Regions from separate parts of the Mus musculus genome. Here regions 2 and 3 are each linked to region 1. A link is a contact called in public Hi-C and promoter capture Hi-C data. All regions are on one chromosome and are shown on one strand. Each heading gives the region's core, a stretch centred on a gene start, on an enhancer-like site or on the middle of the called end of the contact. The rest is flanking DNA. Distances are from core to core; before and after follow the strand shown.

Region 1 (3,100 bases), core at 448-2,947:
TGACCCCTAGGACTCTGTATGGGTCAAAATCCAATGCAGACAGGCTTTGCAGGATCAGAACCAGAACCATCAAGAATCGCCAGGACACGCCCAACCTTTTCAATTCCATCTCTCTTCCTTCCCAGAGCTGAAATGATCAAGAGGTAGTTTTAAGTTCAAGAGACAGGAACTTGAATGGTCATGCTTCTTAAGGTAGGGAATAAAGATGTTCAAATGAGAGCTAAACACGAGATTTTTTTTTTTTAAGAGGGAATGTGTCAATCTAGTTGACCCTATCTTTAAAACAAAAAAGACCACTATTTTTGAATATCACACACAAGAACTATTATGAATTAAAAAAAAAAAGACAAGTCATAATAGATTAATAGATTAGAAAAGTCCTTTTAAAATTACTGGAAATGAATGCTCTGAAACAAGTGGTGACTCTGAGAATATATCTAGGATATCCAGGAGAGGATATCTCAAATGCACCATTTCATCTATCATAACAATAAACTTAAAATAATTGGCTTCAGAGTAGCTGAGAACGGGTCAAATTAGCTCACAAACTCATCATGATTTCTCATGTACTAAATTACATTCTAGGATCATTGTGGCATTTCTGGACACTAAATAGACATGAAAGTAAAACACCTTAAAATAACTGTGCATTAATATTCAGAAGTCTGCTATTATTAAGAATCCAGTTTCTTATCTAAAGAGAACAGGAAAGACTAGAAGAATAGGCACGGCTTTAAAATGTTTTAAACTACAACTCAGCTGAGGGGTAGAACTCAGTGTGGGTTTTGGAATAATCCTGGCTGGTTGATAAGGAGATAGCGTGGACCTGGAGATACACACACTCACACAGGGGGCTGTGATCTTTTATACCATATGCTGGTTTCATGGGTCCATTTATCTTGACCTCACAGTGTTTAGTAAGGTTCAGTGGCTGACACCTTACTCAGGGGGGGTGGATTTTGACAAGTGCAAGCCATAAACCCTGCTTGGGAGTCTTTATAAACAGTTGACCACTGTTTAGAACTGCACACATGCTAAGTAAAATCCACAAGCAAGCCAGTTCCTGTTTCTCTTTTAAGACAGCCTGTTCTGAGGTACTGGCTAAACTCACCCAGATTGGGGATCAGATTGCGGGGGTGGGGGGCTGTCCACCACCATTCTAGGACCTAAACCTGTGTTCTTGCTGATAGGGTGTGACTGAACACCAGCACCTAGCAGGATCTTTATGGGGATGGGGTACAGTAAAGTGGGTAAGGGGTTTACTAAGCAGAATCCACAGGCAGGGTGGGTGAAGTGTCTGCTGCGGGAGTGGGTGAGGTGGGGACAATTTTTGGCTGACGTTCTCCAGCTCCAGGGGGCCGGCCACAGGATTGGGGACGCGCTGGCCAACAGGTAGCCCTCGGCGTCCCCAAGCGCAGGCGGCGGAGGCTCCCCAGACGCTCCGCAGGACCAAGTCCCGACTCGGGCGCCCGCCCGGGTTACGACCTTCCGGGAGGCGGCCCCCTCCCCCGCCGCCCCGGTTCCTGTCGGCTCCCGGGGCCCCCCGGGGCCCAGCGCGGGCTGAGGACGCGGAGGATCTGACGGGAGATCCCCCAGCTTGCAAGGCCCCGCCACGCTCGCGCGTCAAGCCGGGAAGGAGTTACCGGGAAAGGGCACCGGCCCAACCGGCCGCAGCGTCCGTGCTCCAGTGAATCCGCCGGGGCCGGCGCTTCCAGTCCACACCAGAGAACCTGGGGAGGGGAAGGAGGCGGGGCCCAGGCCCGGGGCAGTCACGTGTCACTTAAAGACCCCACGCCTGCGACGCGCGCACAGACCGGTTTAGGCCGCACACGCGATGAACCTATTTTGGCCTTGACGGTCACCGTAGGCACCTGGATCTGGCGCAGTTGCTATAGGAACGGAGAGCGCTCTCTGGCTGGGTCTGAAAGCTTGCTCTTGACTAGCGAGGCCAGAACGTGCCTTCTAGCGAGGCGGAGTCGCTATGCATCACGGGATACCAGGAAGACCTCCCGGAACCGGGGAGGGGTTTCCACTGGTTGCCAGAAGATGGCCCACATCTAGCAACTGTTGCTAGGACGGGGACGCAGTCGCTGGTCCCAGTTCACTTTGACCCTATTCATAGAATCCTAGAGCGTCAGCGTTTGAGGCGACCTTAGGGATTCTTCCTAGTTCAACCTCTTCATATACTGAAGTTCGGAGAGGGCCAAAGACTTGCCCGAAGCTTAGAATCCAAGGCTCCAAATTCAGTACATCAACCCAAGGATGTTCTAGACTGGAATTTGGACAAGAACTGAGGGAAAGACGGGCGTGGTTGCGCACGCCTTTAATCCCAGCACTTGGGAGGCAGAGGCAGGTGGATATTTGAGTTCGAGGCCAGCCTGGTCTACAAAGTGAGTTCCAGGACAGCCAGGACTGTACAGAGAAACCCTGTCTTGAAAAAACAAACAAACAAGCAAACAAACAAACAAACAAACAAACAAAAGAACCGAGGGAAGAGGGCGTGGTGAATAAGGCTGACATTTTTTTTTTTTTTTTTTGCGCCCGTGACCAAGGGCTCTTGATGTATTTTCTATTCCATGCCTCGTGTTGAGTGAGTTCTTATGTAATCGGTTTCTAAAACACTTACCTAGCATGCTGTTTTTGTTGTTTGCTTTTGAGACAGGGTCTCACCGTGTAATCCTCGCTGGCCTGGAACTTACTAGGTGAATCAGGGTGGTCTCAAACTCAGGAGATCTGCCTGCCTCTGCCTCCTCAAAGAGTGCCGGGATTAAAAGTCTGCACTACCATGCCTGGCTCTCTCTTCTATACATTTAGTGTATATCGTTGTTCTTTGGGCTCTTTCAGGTAGAGCTCTTTCAGGTAAGCTCCTGCAGGTAGAGTCTCACACTTTTCTTGTTCAGCATTGTATCACTGTCTGCACAGACCTTGGTTTGTACAAGCTGCCAGTAAATATTTGAATAGTTAGTTGCAAAATAAATAAAAAATGAAGCTAAAGCCTATCATCGTCATCCCCCCCCCCCCCCCCGCCTCTCGTGCATGCTAGGCGAATGCGCTGTCGCAGAGCTGAATATTGGTCTGTGCCTAAGGCTTTGCTGCTCGA
Region 2 (3,100 bases), core at 334-2,833, 9.1 Mb after region 1:
CCACAGGAATCACTGTCTCCATCTCCTCTGCTCCTTTGGCCAGGATGACCAGAGCTCTTTTGGAAGCCATTTCTATTTCTTAAAGACTTAAAAAAACAGGAAAAAAAAGTGTTCAAAATGTTGCCTCTGTAACAACCATCTGTTCACGCAGAGTAAATAACTTCTGTGTGACAGGTTGGGATCCATGGAAGCAAGCAGCTTAGATTAAAACTGGTTCACATGGCAGAGTTTCAGCACTCTAATCCCGGGATGAAAACAGGGTGGCTGGGGTGGGTAGTCTGTGGCTAAGAGCACTGGATCAAGGTTTAGTTCCCAGCACCCACAGGGCTGCTCCCAATTGTCTGCATCTCCAGGTCCAGGGGATACAGCGCCCTCTTCTGGCCTCTGCACATACATATATGCAAGCAGAATGCTGATACATCAAAATTAAATCCTTGCATGCCTTTAATCCCAGCACTCGGGAGGCAGAGGCAGGTGGAGTTCTGAGTTCGAGGCCAGCCTGGTCTACAAAGTGAGTTCCAGGACAGCCAGGGCTATACAGAGAAATCCTGTCTCGAAAAACAAACAAACAAACAAACAAACACCAACCAACCAAAATCTAAATCCTTTAAAAAAAATAATAAATGTGGGATTGCCAATGTGTGCTAGTATTCTTTGCATTTTCCCTTACTGTGCTTTCTTAGGACCAATCTCTAACGAAGACAGGTCACATAACGGGCCCTGCATATCAGTCACACTGTGGAGAGGCTGGTTTTCTTAAAATACTCTGAAGGAGGGAGGGAGGGAAGGAAAAGAATAAGAGAAATAAGAGAAAGAGAGAAGGGGAGGGGAGGGGGAGCGAGTCGAGCGCACACCTTTAGTCTCAGCGCTTGGGAGGAAGAGACAGAGACAGGAGTATCTATCTGTGAGTTCGAGGCCAGCCTGGTCTACAGCGTGAGTTCCATGATAGCCAGGGTTACAGAGAAACCCTGTCTCAAAAAACCCAAACCAAAACAAAAAAGCAAAGCAAAACAAAAAACCCCAAATCCACAATTTCACTGGTAAAAAACCAACTTGTAAATTTCGAAGGTTTTGTTCTTGTTGTTGATGTTCCAATAAACTGCTAAAATGTCAGGACCGGGTTGGGGGAGTCCAAAGGTGCTAAATCTCTGACCACACTGCTAATGATTAATAAAGATGGACTATCTCTTTAGGAGGTCAGCCCTGCTGCGGCCGGGAACAGCTAGCCGCCACTCGGAGGCACTTTCCGCGTGCTTTCCCTGCACGCTCCCCACGCATCACAACTTTGGTCAAGCCTTCCAGTAACTGCGCTCGCTCCAACCCGGAGGATGCTGTGCAGAGCCTGGCCCGGCATGCACTGCGGCCGCTGCCCCCAGCCCGCCCAGCCGGGACCCTCCGGGGCAGCGGGCGGATCACAGCCCGGCCTCTAGCCCCAGGGCGCTGACCTGCAGCCGCGCCTCCTCCACCCACGCGAAGCCACCGCTAGTCCGCAGGAACCTCGCACCCGACGTGTACCCAGCACGCATGCGCGCCACCCGCACTGAGGCTGCGCACAACCCCTCGCTTCCGCCTCGGCCTGCGTCATGTCCGGCTGAGCCCAGGCCCCGGGGTGGGGGTGGGGGGAGGAGCGAATAGAGGCTACTGCGGCTGCGCAGCGCTTGTACCATCTCGCCCCCAGACAACGGTACCGCCCACCCTGCGGGCGCCTGCGCAATTGCCCCTCTCTGCCTCTTCGACGTTTAAGTTGATAGTGGTTCCGAGTTTGAGGCCTGGCTGGGCTACAGCCTGAACCCCACACTTGTAATCCTAGCACATGCGAATTCACAGGCTGAAGTTCAGTCATTTTTGGAAGCCGTCTTACATTACGGTTTTTGTGGACCGTTTGCCTTTCTTGCCCCTTACTGTGACATCCCCTCTATTTGCCCCTGGCCTGCTAGTCTTCGTTCCACGTCATCCCAGGCCTGTCCCTCCCAGCTAGGCCTGGTCACCCTGTCCCCTGGGTCACAGGACGGTGTCAAGCTTTAAGAGCTCTTGCTGGTTTTGCAAAGGACCCAGGTTCGGTTCCCAGCATCCATTTGGGGAGACTCACCACTGCCTAACTCCGGATCCTGAGGATCTAATGCCATCTTCTGACCTCCACGGGCACTGCACTCATATGCACACAAATAATAAAATGTCCTACTGCACCCTCGGGTTGGAGCAATGCTATCATCTACGATAAGATAAATTATTTAATTATCTCATTTTATTTCAGCTTTTTACACTTCTGGGTTGACAGTTACTGTGTGTGCATCTCAACCTGTGCCAAAGGGTGCACGTGGAAACTCACAGAAGACCACTCGCCTTAGTGTGTTCTTTCTTTACTACAAGGTCTCGGATGGAACTCAAATCCTCCGGTGTGTGGCAAGCACCCTTACCTGTCGAGCCCTCCCACCGGCTCTCTCCTGAGTTTTTAATAGTTATCTTTCAGCTTACAGGAGGGAGACCCACCCTCACCTGGTCCTATCTGTACCCACCTCAGAGAAAGCCAGCTCGTTTGGCAAGTCTCAGTACTTTTTATACAAACCCCCGACAGGATATAAACTTGCTTTCCTTCCTATATGGAGATTGAATACCTCACATACATTGGCTGACCTCCATCATAGGTTCATATTGGAAATCTTATAAACTGGAAATTCTTTTTTTTTTTTTTTTTTTTTTTTTGGTTTTTCGAGACAGGGTTTCTCTGTGTAGCCCTGGCTGTCCTGGAACTCACTTTGTAGACCAGGCTGGCCTCGAACTCAGAAATCCGCCTGCCTCTGCCTCCCGAATGCTGGGATTAAAGGCGTGTGCCACCACGCCCAGCTTCAAACTGGAAATTCTTACAGTAGGAGTAGTTTAATTCTTAAAAATTGCTAAGTCATGTATATATACAATAAAACTTGGGCAACTGCTTTAGGAGTTGTGGAATGGACTGGTTCTTCACTATGTGCAAAGGGAAAAGACAGAGCCAGCCCCTTCAGCTTTGAAGGTACGGAAAGCTGGAGTGACAGAAAGAAGACCAGGACAGCTTGTCAGATGTGAGCTTCAAGATCCACAGAGGGTGTTGGGCTTGGTGGCT
Region 3 (3,100 bases), core at 204-2,703, 6.3 Mb after region 1:
GCTGCAACCCTTCCACACAGTTCCTCATGTGGTGACTCCCAATCATAAAATTATTTTCATTGCTACTTCATAACTGCAATTTCACAACAGTCAGGAATTGTAAATATCTGATATGCAGAATATCTGATATGCCACCCCTGGGAAAGAGTCATTTGACCCCAAAGGGGTTGAAGCCCACACATTGAACCACTTCTTTAAATTCTCTTGGCTTCTAGGCCTGCCATGTCACCCCTAACTCCAGACCATTTCTCTAACCTCAGATTTTCTTTCAGTTAAACAGAAGGGTGTGAGTTAAGCTGAATTCTCACCTAGCGTCAGAACATATTGCATCCGTGAGGCTTTGGTGAAAGAAGGAACGTTCCTGAGCCTATTGTACATCTATAAAGTTGGGCTGTGAAGGCAATACTTAGCTCCTAGGGCTAATAAAGGAATTAATATAAATCAGAGTTTGGGGAGGTGGAGAGATGGCTTAGTGGTTAAGACCACTGGCTGCTCTTCCCGAGGAAGTGAGAGGTAGGGTACTGGGTGGTGAATGGTGGTTTCAATTTGTAGCACCTATATAGTGGTTCACAATCATCTGTAGCTATAGTTTCAGGAGATCTGACGCCCTCTTTTGGCTTTCACCTGCACCAAGCAGTCACATACTGCCCAGACATAGATGCAGACAAAACACCTACGCACATTAAATAAATAGAATTCAGGGTTTGTAATATAAAAGGGTTCCGTATAATGGATATAATTTTCATACTATTAAAATGATCTGAGGCCCTTTCGACTCCTCTGGAATTGAGTCCGTACCTCTACAGGAAGGACCCTGGAGCAGCACTGCTGCCCGCCCCCTCCGCTTGCTCACGACACAGACAAGTCCTCATTAGGCTCGTCCGCAGAAAAAAAAGACGGCCAGGAACCCACACGTATTCTGAAGATTTATTGAGTCAACTCCCAGACACCCAGCCCAGCGCCTACTGGCTGCAGCTTCCAAAGGTCAGCTATTGAGAAGAAACCATGGGACACTTAGTTCTCTAGGGAGGTCAAGCCCCGATGTTACTTGAGTTTCGGGTCGGGGTGGAGCGTCTCGGTTGCTTCTTACCGTTCCCTGTCCCCGCCCCCAAGCCTGCGGATTCGCTTTCGGTTGGGCAAGCTAAGAGTCCGGGGACGTTGACGCTGGACTAGCAGCAGATGTCGCTGCCCTCCCTTGGTACCCAGCTGTGCTTGCAGCAGGTTCTCACTTGCAACTACTAAAGAGAAATGTCCGGGAGGAGAAAACACAGCGATCATACGCAGAGGCCATGGAAATCTCTTGATCGCTCCCACCTGAAATCCAAAGGCGGTTTAGCTCGTTCCTTGGAGATTCCTGTAGCTCAGGCGGGGCTCCGCCCCTAAGCTCCACCCCCGAGCCTGCCCCGCCTCTCCCAACAGGGCGAGGTTCTGATTGGACAGCTCCGGGGTAGGCGTGGCTTATGGTTGTGCTGGGACCGCGGGAGCACCGCGGTGGTTACTGAGGCCAGGGGATTCTGGAGTAGCGCGTTAGGGGTCTCAGACGGTGGTTTCTATAGCCCGGTCGTAGATTGGAACCTGAGGTCGAAACCGGAGCCGGCGAATCGGGGAGGAGCGTAGAGAGGGCGGGATTTCCGCCGAGAGGGATCCGGCTGCTCAGGGGGCGGGGCTTCCCCCGACCGGGCTGCGTTTCCCGCGTGCGGGGTCGGTTGCCTTGAGTCCCTACAGACACCCTCCACGCCCTCCCCCAGGCGGCCAAGGATGACCACCCTCACGCGCCAAGACCTCAACTTTGGCCAAGGTAGGGATCTGAGCCTGCGGGGGGTGGAGGGAGTGCGATCCTGGTTGGAGTCCTGCTCATCAGCTGTGTCCCCACCACAGTGGTGGCTGACGTGCTCTCCGAGTTCCTGGAGGTGGCCGTGCACCTGATTCTCTATGTGCGCGAGGTCTACCCGGTGGGCATCTTCCAGAAGCGCAAGAAGTACAACGTGCCGGTTCAGGTGAGCCCCGGTGCCCGGCTGGATTTAAAAACCTTTATTCTACTTGCAAGCTTCCTCACTCCTCAACAGAGGCTGATAGCGGACAGCCTCCTGTCTCTCACCACCCAGCCCTTCCCTCCCTGAACTCAGATAAATTCTCTGGGTTAGATGGTTAGCTCTCTGGATGAGAGCTGTTCCAAGCTTGCATTTTAAAGGGTTTCTGAGGTTTGGATAAAGAGGATTCCCATTGTCTGTCACCTTCTTTCTCTTTTCATTCTCCCTAAACTCTAAAAAAATATTTATTAGCCGGGCAGTGGTCGCTAATCCCAGCACTTGGGAGGCAGAGGCAGAGGCAGGTGGATTTCTGAGTTCGAGGCCAGCCTGGTCTACAAAGTGAGTTCCAGGACAGCCAGGGCTATACAGAGAAACCCTGTCTCGAAAGAAAAAAAGAAAAAAAAAAAAAAAGAAAGAAAAAAGGGAAAAAACCAAAAAGAATATTATGATTAATTATTTGTCTCCTTGTTTAGTCTTGGCTGGTGTGGAGTCTCCACTATGTAGGCCAGGCTAGCCCGAAACTCACAGAAATTCTCCTGTCTCAGTCTCTCTAGTGCTGGAAACAAAGGTGTGAGCCACCATACCTAGCTTTTTACTTTTTAAGATCTATATTAATTGTGTGTGTGTGTGTCTATGTCTGTTTGTTGGGGGTGTTCACTGAGGCAGGAAGAACACATGGGAACCCTTGGCATTTGGAAGATGGGGGAATCTGACTCTGAAGGTCCGGTGGCCAGTGCTTTTAGTTTCTGAGCTATCTCTCCAGCCTCTGTTTATTATTATTATTATTATTATTATTATTATTATTATTATTTATTATTAGTTTTTTCGAGACAGGGTTTCTCTGTATAGCCTTGGTGCCTTGGCTGTCCTGGAACTCACTCTGTAGACCAGGCTGGCTTCCAACTCAGAAATCCGCCTGCCTCTGCCTCCCAAGTGCTGGGATTAAAGGTGTGTACCACCACTGCCCGGCCTTATTTTGTATTTTAAGAAATCTAGACCTCATGTAGCTAGCCTGGGCTCACAGTTGTTAGGAAGCTGGGGCTAGCCTTGAACTCCTGATCCTCCTTCAT

The links. Promoter capture Hi-C pulls out the DNA fragments that hold promoters and counts their contacts. Hi-C and Micro-C count contacts between places; a contact is called where the count stands out from the background.
Region 2: a contact with region 1 is called in a promoter capture Hi-C map of pre-B cells. The contact joins the promoter of Park7 here to the promoter of Dnajc16 in region 1.
Region 3: a contact with region 1 is called in a Hi-C map of B cells, with 6 read pairs. The contact joins the promoter of Mad2l2 here to the promoter of Dnajc16 in region 1. A contact is called at or near these places in 1 of 39 promoter capture datasets (cranial neural crest) and 1 of 484 Hi-C or Micro-C datasets (B cells).

Annotation. Positions count from the first base shown.
Region 1 is chr4:141,788,947-141,792,046 of GRCm38.p6, forward strand. Dnajc16 (DnaJ heat shock protein family (Hsp40) member C16) reads right to left here and starts at 1,698. Exons shown (of 15, transcript NM_172338.2): 1 at 1,644-1,698; 2 at 1-127. The coding sequence starts at 109.
Region 2 is chr4:150,908,338-150,911,437 of GRCm38.p6, forward strand. It overlaps Park7 (Parkinson disease (autosomal recessive, early onset) 7), which reads right to left and starts at 1,584. Exons shown (of 7, transcript NM_020569.3): 1 at 1,446-1,584; 2 at 1-86. The coding sequence starts at 70.
Region 3 is chr4:148,139,037-148,142,136 of GRCm38.p6, forward strand. It overlaps Mad2l2 (MAD2 mitotic arrest deficient-like 2), which reads left to right and starts at 1,454. Exons shown (of 8, transcript NM_027985.3): 1 at 1,454-1,798; 2 at 1,879-1,997. The coding sequence starts at 1,759.